Regions from separate parts of the Mus musculus genome. Here all the other regions are linked to region 1. The links are chromatin contacts, called in public Hi-C, HiChIP or PLAC-seq and promoter capture Hi-C maps. All regions are on one chromosome and are shown on one strand. The core of a region is the stretch at or near the end of the contact, and the rest is flanking DNA. Distances in the headings are between cores, read along the strand shown. Region 1 holds the start of Ldb2 (LIM domain binding 2). Region 2 holds the start of Cd38 (CD38 antigen). Region 3 holds the start of Tapt1 (transmembrane anterior posterior transformation 1). Region 4 holds the start of D5Ertd615e (DNA segment, Chr 5, ERATO Doi 615, expressed).

What was found. Promoter capture Hi-C pulls out the DNA fragments that hold promoters and counts their contacts. A called contact is a pair of places that touch in the nucleus more often than the background predicts. HiChIP or PLAC-seq counts read pairs in DNA pulled down with a chosen protein or histone mark.
Region 2: a contact with region 1 is called in a promoter capture Hi-C map of liver, with 4 times the contacts expected there. The contact joins the promoter of Cd38 here to the promoter of Ldb2 in region 1. A contact is called at or near these places in 3 of 39 promoter capture datasets (cranial neural crest, hippocampal neurons and liver).
Region 3: an H3K27ac HiChIP or PLAC-seq map of epiblast stem cells shows a contact between it and region 1, with 8 times the contacts expected there. The contact joins the promoter of Tapt1 here to the promoter of Ldb2 in region 1. A contact is called at or near these places in 2 of 115 datasets of contacts at active chromatin or transcription factors (embryonic stem cells and epiblast stem cells).
Region 4: a Hi-C map of cortical neurons shows a contact between it and region 1, with 3 times the contacts expected there. The contact joins the promoter of D5Ertd615e here to the promoter of Ldb2 in region 1. A contact is called at or near these places in 5 of 39 promoter capture datasets (the 3T3-L1 cell line, embryonic stem cells, frontonasal cranial neural crest and 2 more) and 1 of 484 Hi-C or Micro-C datasets (cortical neurons).

What each region holds. Positions count from the first base shown.
Region 1 is chr5:44,798,325-44,801,024 of GRCm38.p6, forward strand. Ldb2 (LIM domain binding 2) reads right to left here and starts at 1,422. Exons shown (of 8, transcript NM_010698.4): 1 at 1,038-1,422. The coding sequence starts at 1,169.
Region 2 is chr5:43,867,408-43,870,107 of GRCm38.p6, forward strand. Cd38 (CD38 antigen) reads left to right here and starts at 1,402. Exons shown (of 8, transcript NM_007646.5): 1 at 1,402-1,713. The coding sequence starts at 1,469.
Region 3 is chr5:44,225,256-44,228,059 of GRCm38.p6, forward strand. It overlaps Tapt1 (transmembrane anterior posterior transformation 1), which reads right to left and starts at 1,351. Exons shown (of 14, transcript NM_173764.3): 1 at 1,159-1,351. The coding sequence starts at 1,348.
Region 4 is chr5:45,422,997-45,425,874 of GRCm38.p6, forward strand. D5Ertd615e (DNA segment, Chr 5, ERATO Doi 615, expressed) reads right to left here and starts at 1,404. Exons shown (of 6, transcript NR_131933.1): 1 at 1,240-1,404.

The DNA.
Region 1 (2,700 bases), core at 172-2,671:
TCTCAGAGTTAAAAGCCAATCTTCAATCTAACTACCTACCAACGCTATTCCCCCAACACCCCTGTGGCATGACTCCTATGAGCATTTGTACTATGCAGCGAAAACTCAATTCCCAGAGACTTCTATTTCTTCAAGAGACTTAGACACACCTACAATAAACACTTCAACACCAAGTCCCACCTTACAGGCAGATGAGCACCCGGCAGCAGAGTGCTTTGCCACTCGGGCAGCCCAGAGAAAAATTAAATATTTAAATTGTGAAAGAGGAGTCTGGAGTTTTGCATTTAGAAAGTTCTGAAGAAGTCCCTGGACTGGCTCACTGCCTGAGAGGCTCAGCCTCCCTCTCTCTGGAGATCCCAAATGCACTCAACTGCTTCTGGCTTGAATGGGGAGCTAACTCCTGTCCCAAGGTAGAGCCTTGGGAGGCACAACCACCAGAGAGACAAGAGGACCCCACTTCCTCAGTCAACCTGTCTCTGAATTTAACACAGGCAAACGTGTGTGTCTTCCCTGAGCCCACCTCCAGGGAGTTCTGAAAAGTACACAAGGCTGCTCTCTTGTCCCTTTTACCTCAATTTTAGTCACTTTGAAAAAGTAAGTTCAGGTCAAACCAGACTTCCTCTGGAACTTGTAAATATATGAATATATGTATACATGATATTACACACACAACACAGACGCAAACATCCACAAAATCTCTTGCAGTCTATATCTCAACAAACACGACCATCTCTAAGCCTGTAAACATCAGAGTTCTGGGAAACCTGAATTTCTAGAGACTCGGCATGTGAACCAAGTGGCTTGTCTCTTTCCAGATACTAAGATTCCGGCAGAAACTGTCCCCAGCTCCAAGAGTTACTGTCGCTGGAAACCCAGCATTCAAACTCGAGGGTTCACCCAGCTGTGCTTATATCCACCTACGTGATAGTAGCTGGTGGGACACTTCCCACAGAATTCAGCTAAGAACCCCAGGAAAAGCCCATGCACAGTTTTTTTTTAAAAAATCCACAAACACACGCCAAGGTTGAAGAACTTACCTCTGTACGAGACTGCAGTCTCTTGTTCATCTCATAGATTCGGTACTCTGGCTGTACCATGTATGGTGTATGTCTCCTATAAAATGGGCCGAAAGGAGAAGAATAGAAGGGGTCATGTGGTGTGCTGGACATCTTGCCTGCTTGTCGAAAATCAAGCTTAATAGAGTATCAGGAACGTCCATGCAGAGCACATGGGCTGTGTTCTTCACAGTACAAAGTAGACGCACGCACACACGCTCACACACACACAGACACACACAGAGGCAGGCAGGCAGGCAGGCTGAGCACACTGGCTGGGAAGTGCTGTGGGAGCCCTCTATAGCGAGAGAGGAGAGGGAACGAGGAGGGAGAGGGAGGGAGGGAGCGCGGGAGGGGAGGGAGCACTGGAGCTCTGAGAGGGAGAGAGCGGAGGTTGGAGGTTGGGAGGGAGGAAGGGAGGGAAGAAGGAGGGAGGGAGAAGGGGGAGAGTGAGTTGAGAGAGAGAGAGAGAGAGAGAGAGAGAGAGAGAGAGAGAGAGAGAGAGAGAGAGAGAGAGCTGGATAGCTAGAGGCTCCAACTGCTTGTTTTTAAAGAAGCAGTTGGTGAAGGGGTCATTTCCTGTCCACACTGTAGACTAGTTCAAAAATATAATTCTCCTCCTAGTCTGACAAGAAGTCTAAGGCTGAGTTTTAGTCCCCCCCCCCCCCCCATTGCTAAGCTTGTTAGCAGAGAGGTGGGTTCACCCACTGCCTAAGCCTCTCGCCCCTGACAGCCACACTGTTGTAATGTATCAGAAATGGGATGACTCCCAAACACAACAACACTGGCACTCTGGTCCCTCTGATTTGGGGTTGGTGATTCACTCCCTCTGGAAGATTCCTCCGGGCTCTCATCTCCCAACAGAGTTTTGGCTGTACCTGCTGTACTTCGGATAGGAAGCTGAGCTGTATCTTAGCATTCCCCTCCCCCCTGACTTCCAAACTACTCCTATTCCCAGCCCCCTTCCTAACCTCCCAAAAGGGGGTTGTCCTGCTTTTGACGATGGTTTTAGGGGGCCTACATTTAGATTACCTGTACAGTCTCAGGTAAAAACAGTATCACCCAGACCTGAATGTGGAACCATCTAAAAATCCATCCAAGAGGCAATGGGCTTTTATTTCTAAGAGGTATTTCTAAGACAAGAAAAGGATCCAAAAAGCAGACTGCTCAGGAAGATATGAAACGCAAAGGAAAAAGCATCCCATAGAAATGTCCATGGAAAATTCAGTTGAGTAAGAAATTGCAGATAATTGAATTTATTGCCCCCCCAAGTAACAAGCCCAACTCTGATGGGGACAAGGTCTTTGCTTCCTTCCCAGAGTGGCCAAGTCTATAAATCTTAATTGTGGTGCATGACAACTAGAAGAAACCCCAAATAGCCCTGGGGAGGGGGGCAGAGTTGCCACAAAGAATTAGGGAATCTAGGAAAGATCCAATTGGCCCCACACTTACTCATATACAGGACACTTAAACAAAGCCAAGCCCCAGAAAATTCAGTGCAGGAGTTCACACCTAGCTAAGTCAGCGGCTTTAAGGGGGAAGGGGGAAGGGACCACAGAAAAACAAGATGGAATGTAAGACCTGGATGCAAATGCATGCAAATGAGACATTTCTTCTTTTTAATAAGCAGATTAATTAACTTTCT
Region 2 (2,700 bases), core at 152-2,651, 930 kb before region 1:
CAACCAGGCAGCACACACCAGCTGATATGAGGTCCCTAACACATATACAGCAGAAGAGTGCTGGGTCTGGACTCAGTCAGAGAAGATGCACCTAACCCTCTAGATACTTGGGGCCCCAGGGAGTGAGGAAGTCTGGTGGGGTGGGGGGTAGGGATAGGGGTGGGGACATCCTCTTGGAGAGGGGGTGGGGAGGAGGAGGTGAGGGAATGTACCAGGAGGGAGATGAAGTCTGGACTGTAAAAAAAGATTAAAGAATGTATTTTTAAAAAAGAAAAAGAAAACACAGGAAAAAAAAGAAAGAGAGGGAGAGAGGCACACAAAATGAATAAGCAAAATGACAGCAAACGTTTAAAAAAAAATGAAATGCACAGTCTAAAAAAGTCCTCCTGACATACGGAGCTGCAGAGACTTACTCTCCTGCTGCCTTCGGAAGGATTCTCTGTCATCCTGTAGTATAGCTGCAATGCTGCTTTCCCGCATCTTAAAACAGAACAAGGGGCTTTCCTGCCCCAGCTCTTGCATCCAGTACCCTCTGCCTGAAAAGTGTCCCGTGAAAATCCTGTGTCATGATCCATTCTGTGACAAGTCTCTGTTTAAGCAGAAGAGTGCGGGGTCTTCTTGGGAAGGAGAGCCAGGAAGAGCCTTTGTATTTGGGGTTCCCATGTGGGATGAAGTATTACTGCACATGAGATGGGTTGCGAGCATCCTATCAACTCTAAAATCCTACCTTTGTCAACCCCCTAGAGTAAGCAGCAATAACTTACATTTATTGAGTAATCGGTTGTTATGTCTTAGGGATTATGCTAAACACCTAGGAGGTATTAAGCCATCTAATCAAAGCAAGCTTTGATGTAATGAATGTGAGGCTCTGCTCACATCTATCTAGTTCAGAGAGGTAAGTTTATCTTAACAGCACTTTACCATCTGGGGCTGGGTTTGAACTGATACCTCCTGAGAAGAGGGGCAGAGTAAAGCTGAGACTTTAAAGATACTTGGGCAGGATTTTTATCAAAGCTCAGAAGTAGAGGTAAGCAGGCCATTCATTGCCAGGCATTTGGGTGAACAGAGAGAGAGAGGGAGGGAGGAGAGGGAGAGGGAGAATAATTTTACACACACACATACACACACACCTGAGCATAAGTAGCAAACATGTCAAGTGTCAAGGTTGTTGGTCAGGAGTATTCTGAAGCTGTTGTTTGTGTACCAGCAGAGGCTAAAGTGCTGTCTTCTCTTGGAGAGAGAGGTTCTGGTCAGTTTGCTCTGGAGTCTGGAAGTAAGCAGTTGGAGTGCCTGTTGACAACCCAAGAGCCTTATTAGTCCAGTCACCTCCGTGGAACTTTGGAGCAGGAGTAGGGGGTGGGAAAGGAAGCAGATAAAAGCAAGTGAAAAAAAGGAGGAGGGGCAGGCTCTGACCCAGTCAGCCCTGTGCTCTCTTCCTGCCTAGCCTGGGCCAGTCTTCGGGAGCCCAATGGCTAACTATGAATTTAGCCAGGTGTCTGGGGACAGACCTGGCTGCCGCCTCTCTAGGAAAGCCCAGATCGGTCTCGGAGTGGGTCTCCTGGTCCTGATCGCCTTGGTAGTAGGGATCGTGGTCATACTTCTGAGGCCGCGCTCACTCCTGGTGTGGACTGGAGAGCCTACCACGAAGCACTTTTCTGACATCTTCCTGGGACGCTGCCTCATCTACACTCAGATCCTCCGGCCGGAGATGAGGTGAGTTGGCTTCTGAGGCTCACTCTAGGCACAGTGCGCAGCGGGACACCGGGGAAGCAGGCTGTGACTCAGCTGGAGCTCTCGCGGCGGGGGGGAATCTTCCAGATTGTCCCAAACAAAGAATCTTGTGTTGTGGATCAGCTGGAAGCCGAAGGGCAGTGCTGAGCGGAAGGTCTCCTGTTCAAGTTACCAGAACACCGCCTGCACAATGCCTCCTCCGTTTTGGCAGTGTCTGTGATGGGGGCGCCGATCCTTGCTGAGCTCTGCAAAGATGCTCGCTTCCCACAGAGGGTCCTGAACTCTGAAGGAACCCTTAGGGCTATCTTTGGCCACAGCCATGCTTCTGGGACAAAGATTACTCTCAGGCACAGGAACTTCACATTGTCTTTTGGCTTGTGGTTTCCATCAGACACCGCCCCTGCCCAGAAAGTTAAGGTCACAGGCGACATTTAACTAGGTGGCTTGCTCAGCTTGCTGTGGGGGTGGAAGGGGCCAGGAGGATTTTTGTGAATTCAAGGTTAACAAGGGCTGCACAGCAACATTGTAAATTCCAGGACAAGCTTGGGTTACAAAGAGAGACCTGACTCAAAATAAGTTAATTAATTTTAATTAATTACAACACAAAGAAAACAAAAAACAAGCCCAAACAGCATCCTGGTCTTTTTTTTTTTTTGCACCTGATCATTAATAAAAACAAAACAAGACAGACTGTCAAAACTGAAATATTACTCATCAGGTAAGCGAAATCCACTTGGTGATCCTGTGTAGACCCTTGGGAACATCATCTTCATTGGTCAATAGAGTCAGCCCATAGAACCCCTTCCACCCACTACCTGCCCCAGAGGGAATGATTTATGTTGCTTCTCCCTGGCATCATTTTAACGTAGAACTGATTTCTGAAGTCAAACAGAAAGCCCAGCAGGCTGGGAAGGCACACGCAGAAACCCAACTTCACATTCTGTCTTCAGATGCACACACTTCCCGGGT
Region 3 (2,804 bases), core at 101-2,600, 570 kb before region 1:
TTTACTTAGGTATTGCCAATTTAGAAAGCAAACATTCCTGCAAGCAAGTGTTTAACTGACAACTAAACCAAATAGAAAATAAAGGGGGAAAAAAAAAACCAAACAAACAAGGCACACAGCTGGTGCCTGAGTTTTCAAAGATATGGAGACTGATGCAAAACTCTATGTCCAATTCTGAGAATTAGCAAGTCTATCAGGATCTATCCACCAGTCTTACAGACTTTTAGGACTCCTATAATTTCAATACCCATAGTGAATGGAGTCAACCTTATAACTTGAACGAGTATTTATATAAGCTGCAGGACCTTATTCCACTGCATTAGCTCAGAATAAGTTGGAAGAAATGTCATCAAGTTGCTGTCCAAGATCTTGGATCTACGATGCAAGAATTAAAATGCAATCACTATTATACCCAATGAAACGGCCAAGCCAAAACTTTCCCTTTTGCTTCCGGGCTTAATAGAACGCTTCAGTGTAAATACCAAAGCTGTTAAAAGTTCTTAATAAGATCCTTGAACACAGGGGATTGTAATATTTTAACAGTATGCTTCAGAGCTTATGGACAGTAGGGCTTAAAAGTGGTACGTATTTTCTTGTGTGACAAACTGTTTCTTCTGGCTTAAGTTTTAGTTTAGGAAAACTCCACATGTAACATTTTAAGGGGTGCCGCACATTTCTGTTTGAGAGAAAACTGCTGAACTTCACGGTCACGACCACACTGTCAGCTGAGTCTACGAAAAATGGATTCGGCGGGCAAGTTAACAGGTTTCCGAGACTCAACTTCGCATAAAACCATAGGGGGAAGAGTCACCTCGGCATTGACATCGCCTAGAAAGCCCTGCGTTTCCCATTTTTGACCTCCTTCGGATGTGGGAGATGCCTGTCACTGTTGAGGCCGGTCGCGAACTCTCGGGGACCGGGGACCGACGATCTCCCGGGCGCACCTGGCTCGGGGATGGCTGCGGGAACGTCGGGCCGCGCGCACTAGCCGCCGGGGTAGCTGTCACCGGCCGTGGGGACATGGGAGCCACCGGAGCCGCGGCCGCTCCGCGCGCAGAGGGAAGGCGCTGGCGTCCCCGCCACCACAGCCCGGTCGGCCCCTCGGTAGCCCGCCGCGGCCTAGTGCCGCCCGCCCGCCCGCTCGCTCGCTCGCCTCACCTGCGCGGCCGCGGCGCTTCTCCCGCCGCCGGTCGCTCTCGTAGAAGCCCAGCGTCTCGGTGTGTTGGGGCGCGGGCCCATGGCCGCCACCACCCGGCTGCTCCGCCTCGCCGCGGCCGGTCCGCTCGGGGCCGTCCGCGCCGCCACCGCCGCCTTCTCCCGGGGCGGCCGCGTCGCAGACGCCCGCCATGTTCCGAGAGCCACACACTGTCCCCGCCACCTCCCTCCAGCCGCCCGCCCGGCCTCCGCCTCCCGCCGGCCCCCTCGCCGCCTCGCCCCGCCCCTCGCCCGGGCAGCCGCCATCCGTAGCCCGCCGGCCGGCGCGCGCCATTGGCGTCAGCGGCGCGTGGGAGGCCGCGGTGGCCGCCGCCACGGCCGCCGCCATCTTCTTCCTGCCGTCGCCGTGGCGCGCGGCGGGCTCTGCGGACCGGGGCGCCGCGCCGGGCTCCATGCCGCCGGGTCGCGCGGTGGGGGACGGTGGGCGGCAGCGGGGCTCGGCGTGGTTGTCCGCGCGGCCGGAGCCCCTTGTGCCCGTGCGGTGGCCGGAGTGCGCCGGCGCGACCCGCCTGGCCTTGGCTGCACGGCGACTGGGGCCGGGCTCCAGCTCTGTGGCTCCCGCCGGCGCCGACCCGGTGGCTCTGCTGTCTTGGCTGCATCTCTCCTGCATATTTATGATCGTCTGTCACATTCCCTGTCCGTGGACAGTGTCCAAAGCCTAGCTCGGGGGAGCGTGCCAACAGGTGGGGGACTCGGCCCGACGGGCAAAGTGCTCGATGCGCCTAAAGCGCCGGGGACATTCTGGGTTGCCTTTCGGGAATAGGGTTATGTGACTGCGGGTGGCAGCCAAGGCGGCCTGGTTCTGTCAGATTGTCACCGCTTGCCGTGAGACTTGTGACCCTTACCCCCTCACTGGTAGTCACGGATAGCCGCGCTGAGACCAACGGATGCTCGCTGGGTGCAAATGAATCCGCCTCAGCCTTGGAAGACCTTCACCTGGGATTCCTACATTCTTGCTGTGCGCTCCTGTAACGCACGCGGTGGCCCCTGGATTGCCTTCATGCCCACTTCGGAATTAACCTGCATTGTGGCAACTTTTTAAATGAGTAGAAGCATAGCAAATACCTCTTCACTCTCTAAACTGCCCTACACTTAAGCCGAGAAGCGATGGAGCAGGCCTAGAACATCCAGGAGAGCCTTAGAGATGGAAAGCTAGATACCCGATTGCAAACTCCGCAACTTTTCTGTACTGTACTGCAGCAAGGCCATTTGACAGTAGGGCGGGATGAAGGGATAGGAGGGTTAAAGAGGAACTTGCAAAGTCCAAGAAATCCCAATCCCAATTCAATGTAAACTTTACATTGTGGAAAACCAAACACTGCAGAGAATATTATTTAAAGTCAGTTTGGTTTTATTTGGTAAAACTGGATCTTAAAAACAGTGCCCTTGACAAAGCTCCAGCATCATGAAAATCAAAAGACACAGAGTTTTATATACTGTAAGGTTTCCTCCAACCTAAGTTTATTATCTGTGTTCCAAATCTTAAATAGTCAAAGAAGGGAGAGGGGCCCTGTCAGGGTTGCTATTTAAAAACTCCTGTTTTAAAATGATATTGCTAGAAACCTAAGACTATGTCTTTCCTTTATAAA
Region 4 (2,878 bases), core at 154-2,653, 620 kb after region 1:
GACATGGCCTACACTTACTAGTAAGTGATTTCACTTTCAGATACTGAAGTCTTCCTCTGCCTAAACCTTATCCACAAAGGTCCCAAAAGAGTGCAGAGTCCCAAAAAGGCCTTTAAGGAGGCAGCTGTGACATAAGGCAGTATTTGCTAACCTTTACTTGGAGGTGTCCCTGTATATTCATCCATGTCTACTGTAAGATAAAATAAGGCCCCCAATATGTAAGGGGCCTGATTCCTGGAATCTAAGTGTATGATATTACTTCACAAAGCGTCCTTACACATATGATAAAATAGGAGATAGAGGGGAAGATGGGGAGGGGGAGGGGAAGAGAGGAGAAGGTAGAGGAGAGATTTCTGCTAGATTTCCCAGTACCAAGTGTAAGAGTCGGAGTTTACCTGTAGGCCCCACTTATGCAAGGTCAAGATAACTTTCTGGAATACTGGAAGCTGTAGTTCTTGGGAATTAACAAGCCATGCATTTTGACTCCCCTGAACAAGTTTACTTAATTTTTTTTATACCAGATGTATTTGATTGGATGTAGGCAGAAGTCACATAGGCAGGAAAATATGTCAGGATATATGTTAGCCCCTGGTTTGGAACTAATGGGAAATGCAATGAATTGTGGGTTTTGCCTTTTTAAGTCCTTGAAAAATGTAACTTGTGGCCATTCCCTGGGAACCCAGGAGTAGACCTGGCCAGAGTCCTCTACCTGGCCAGCATTTAATTAAAGCTTGCTTTAAATTTGGTTCAAAATTGTGGAACTGAATTTTTTTTTCTCGAGAATCTCAGGGTGGACACAAGCTTGACACATAGTAAGTACTCAATAAATGTTAAGTGGGCCTAAGCTAGGGTCACTTACCATTTTCTAAGTATGGAGAGTGACAGAACCTATACCAGGGGTGCTGATACAAATAGTAGGGGACCAGGTCTTTCCCTGGGGCTAAGATATGTGCTAACATGGAGGCTACTCCCGTTGTCTGTGCTGTGTTGTGTTTCTCTTTCAGGGACTTTAAGGGCCTGCTCGAGCGATGGCTTAGAGCAGTGGCTGTGACCCTTGAATACAAATCCTCCTGTTGTGGTGACCCCAGCCATAAAATTATTTTCGTTGCTACTTCACAATTGTAATTTTTCTGTTGTTATGAATCATAGTGTAAATATCTGTTGTGCAGGATACCTAATGTGCAACCCCGAATGGGCTGCCACCCACAGGCTGTGAACAGCTCATTTAGAAGCACCTACCTTGAGAGGTTTAGGAAGTGTCTGCTCTGTAGTCAACCAATTTTCATTTCGGTGAAAGAAGTAAACATGAAGGATGAGGGAGGGGGAGGTACATGAACAAGAAGGCGGCAGCATGCACAGCAGTGGTCTCCAGCACTGGCAGGTGGCTTGTCATCCTATGTCTGCACAGAGTCTGAGTCTAAGGAGCCTTGTTCCTTACGGAGTTGCCCAGCACCTATGTGCATCTGTTGCCGACGCCTGCCCCCTTGTGGAATTGTTTCAAACTGCATACTGCCTTCAAAATGCTCTTTTCTTTTCTTTTCTTTTTTTCTTCTCCTTTTTATTGGATATTTTCTTTATTTACATTTCAAATGTTATCCCCTTTCCCAGTTCTCTGCCCTAGAAAAACCCCTGCCCCCACCTCCCCCTGCTTCTATGAGGGTGTTCCCCACCCACCCACCCACTCCTGCCTGCCTCCCTGCCCTGGCATTCCCCTACACAGGGCCATTGAGACTTCACAGGACCAAGGGCCTCTTCTCTTATTGATACCTGACAAGGCCATCCTCTGCTACATATGCAGCTAGAGCCATGGGTCCCTCCATGTGTACTCTTTGGTTGGTGGTTTAGTCTCTGGGAGCTCTGGGGAGATCTAGTTGATTGATACTGTTGTTCTTCCTATGGGGTTGCAAACCTCTTCAGCTCTTTCGGTCCCTTCTCTAACTCCTCCATTGGAGACCCGGTGCTCAGTCCAATGGTTGGCTCTGAGCATTCACCTCTGTATTTGTCAGGCTCTGGCAGAGCCTCTCAGGAGACAGCTATATCAAGCTCCTGTCAGCAAGCACTTCTTGGCATCCACAATAGTGTCTGGGTTTGGTAACTGTATGTGGGATGGATTCCCAGGTGGGGCAGTCTCTGGATGGCTTTTCCTTCACACATTGTCTCCATATTTCCTCCTGTGAGTATTTTGTTCCCCCTTCTAAGGAGGAGCGAAGCATCAACACTTTGGTCTTCCTTCTTCTTGAGCTGCATGTGGTCTGTGAATTGTATTTTGGGTATTTCAAGCTTTTGGGCTAATATCCACTTATCAGTGGGTGCATACCATGTGTGTCCTTTTGTGACTGGGTTACCTCACTCAGGATATTTTCTAGTTCTATCCATTTGCCTAAGAGTTTCATGAAGTCATTGTTTTTAATAGCTGAGTAGTACTCTACTGTGTAAATGTGCCACATTTTCTGCCGCAGACCCTCTGGGTGCAGATGGGCAAGGAGTTGGCGAATGACAGACAGATCAACACAGGAGATTGTGTAGAATCTGAATGTAATTTGTCAAGTCAAGCATCAAACTTTTTATACAGAAGAATAGCAAGAAACCAGACGAGATACAATCCACCAAGTTACAGTGACATAATACAAAATGAATGTATACATCAAAAGAAGGCAGGGACCAGGTCACTGCCACTGAGAAGGGAGCCAGGTGTAAAGCTAGTCTATTGTTAAGCCCACCTCCAGGGGTTCTACTTTAGCAGACCTCCTCATGAATACTGCAATACCACAACCCCCCTATCCTGGGCCCTGATAATTTCTTGTGTGAGTGTAACTTTTAAGTATCTGTGGAGAATCTCCATTTGTCAGAATTCACCAACTTGCTTCTAATATGCAAT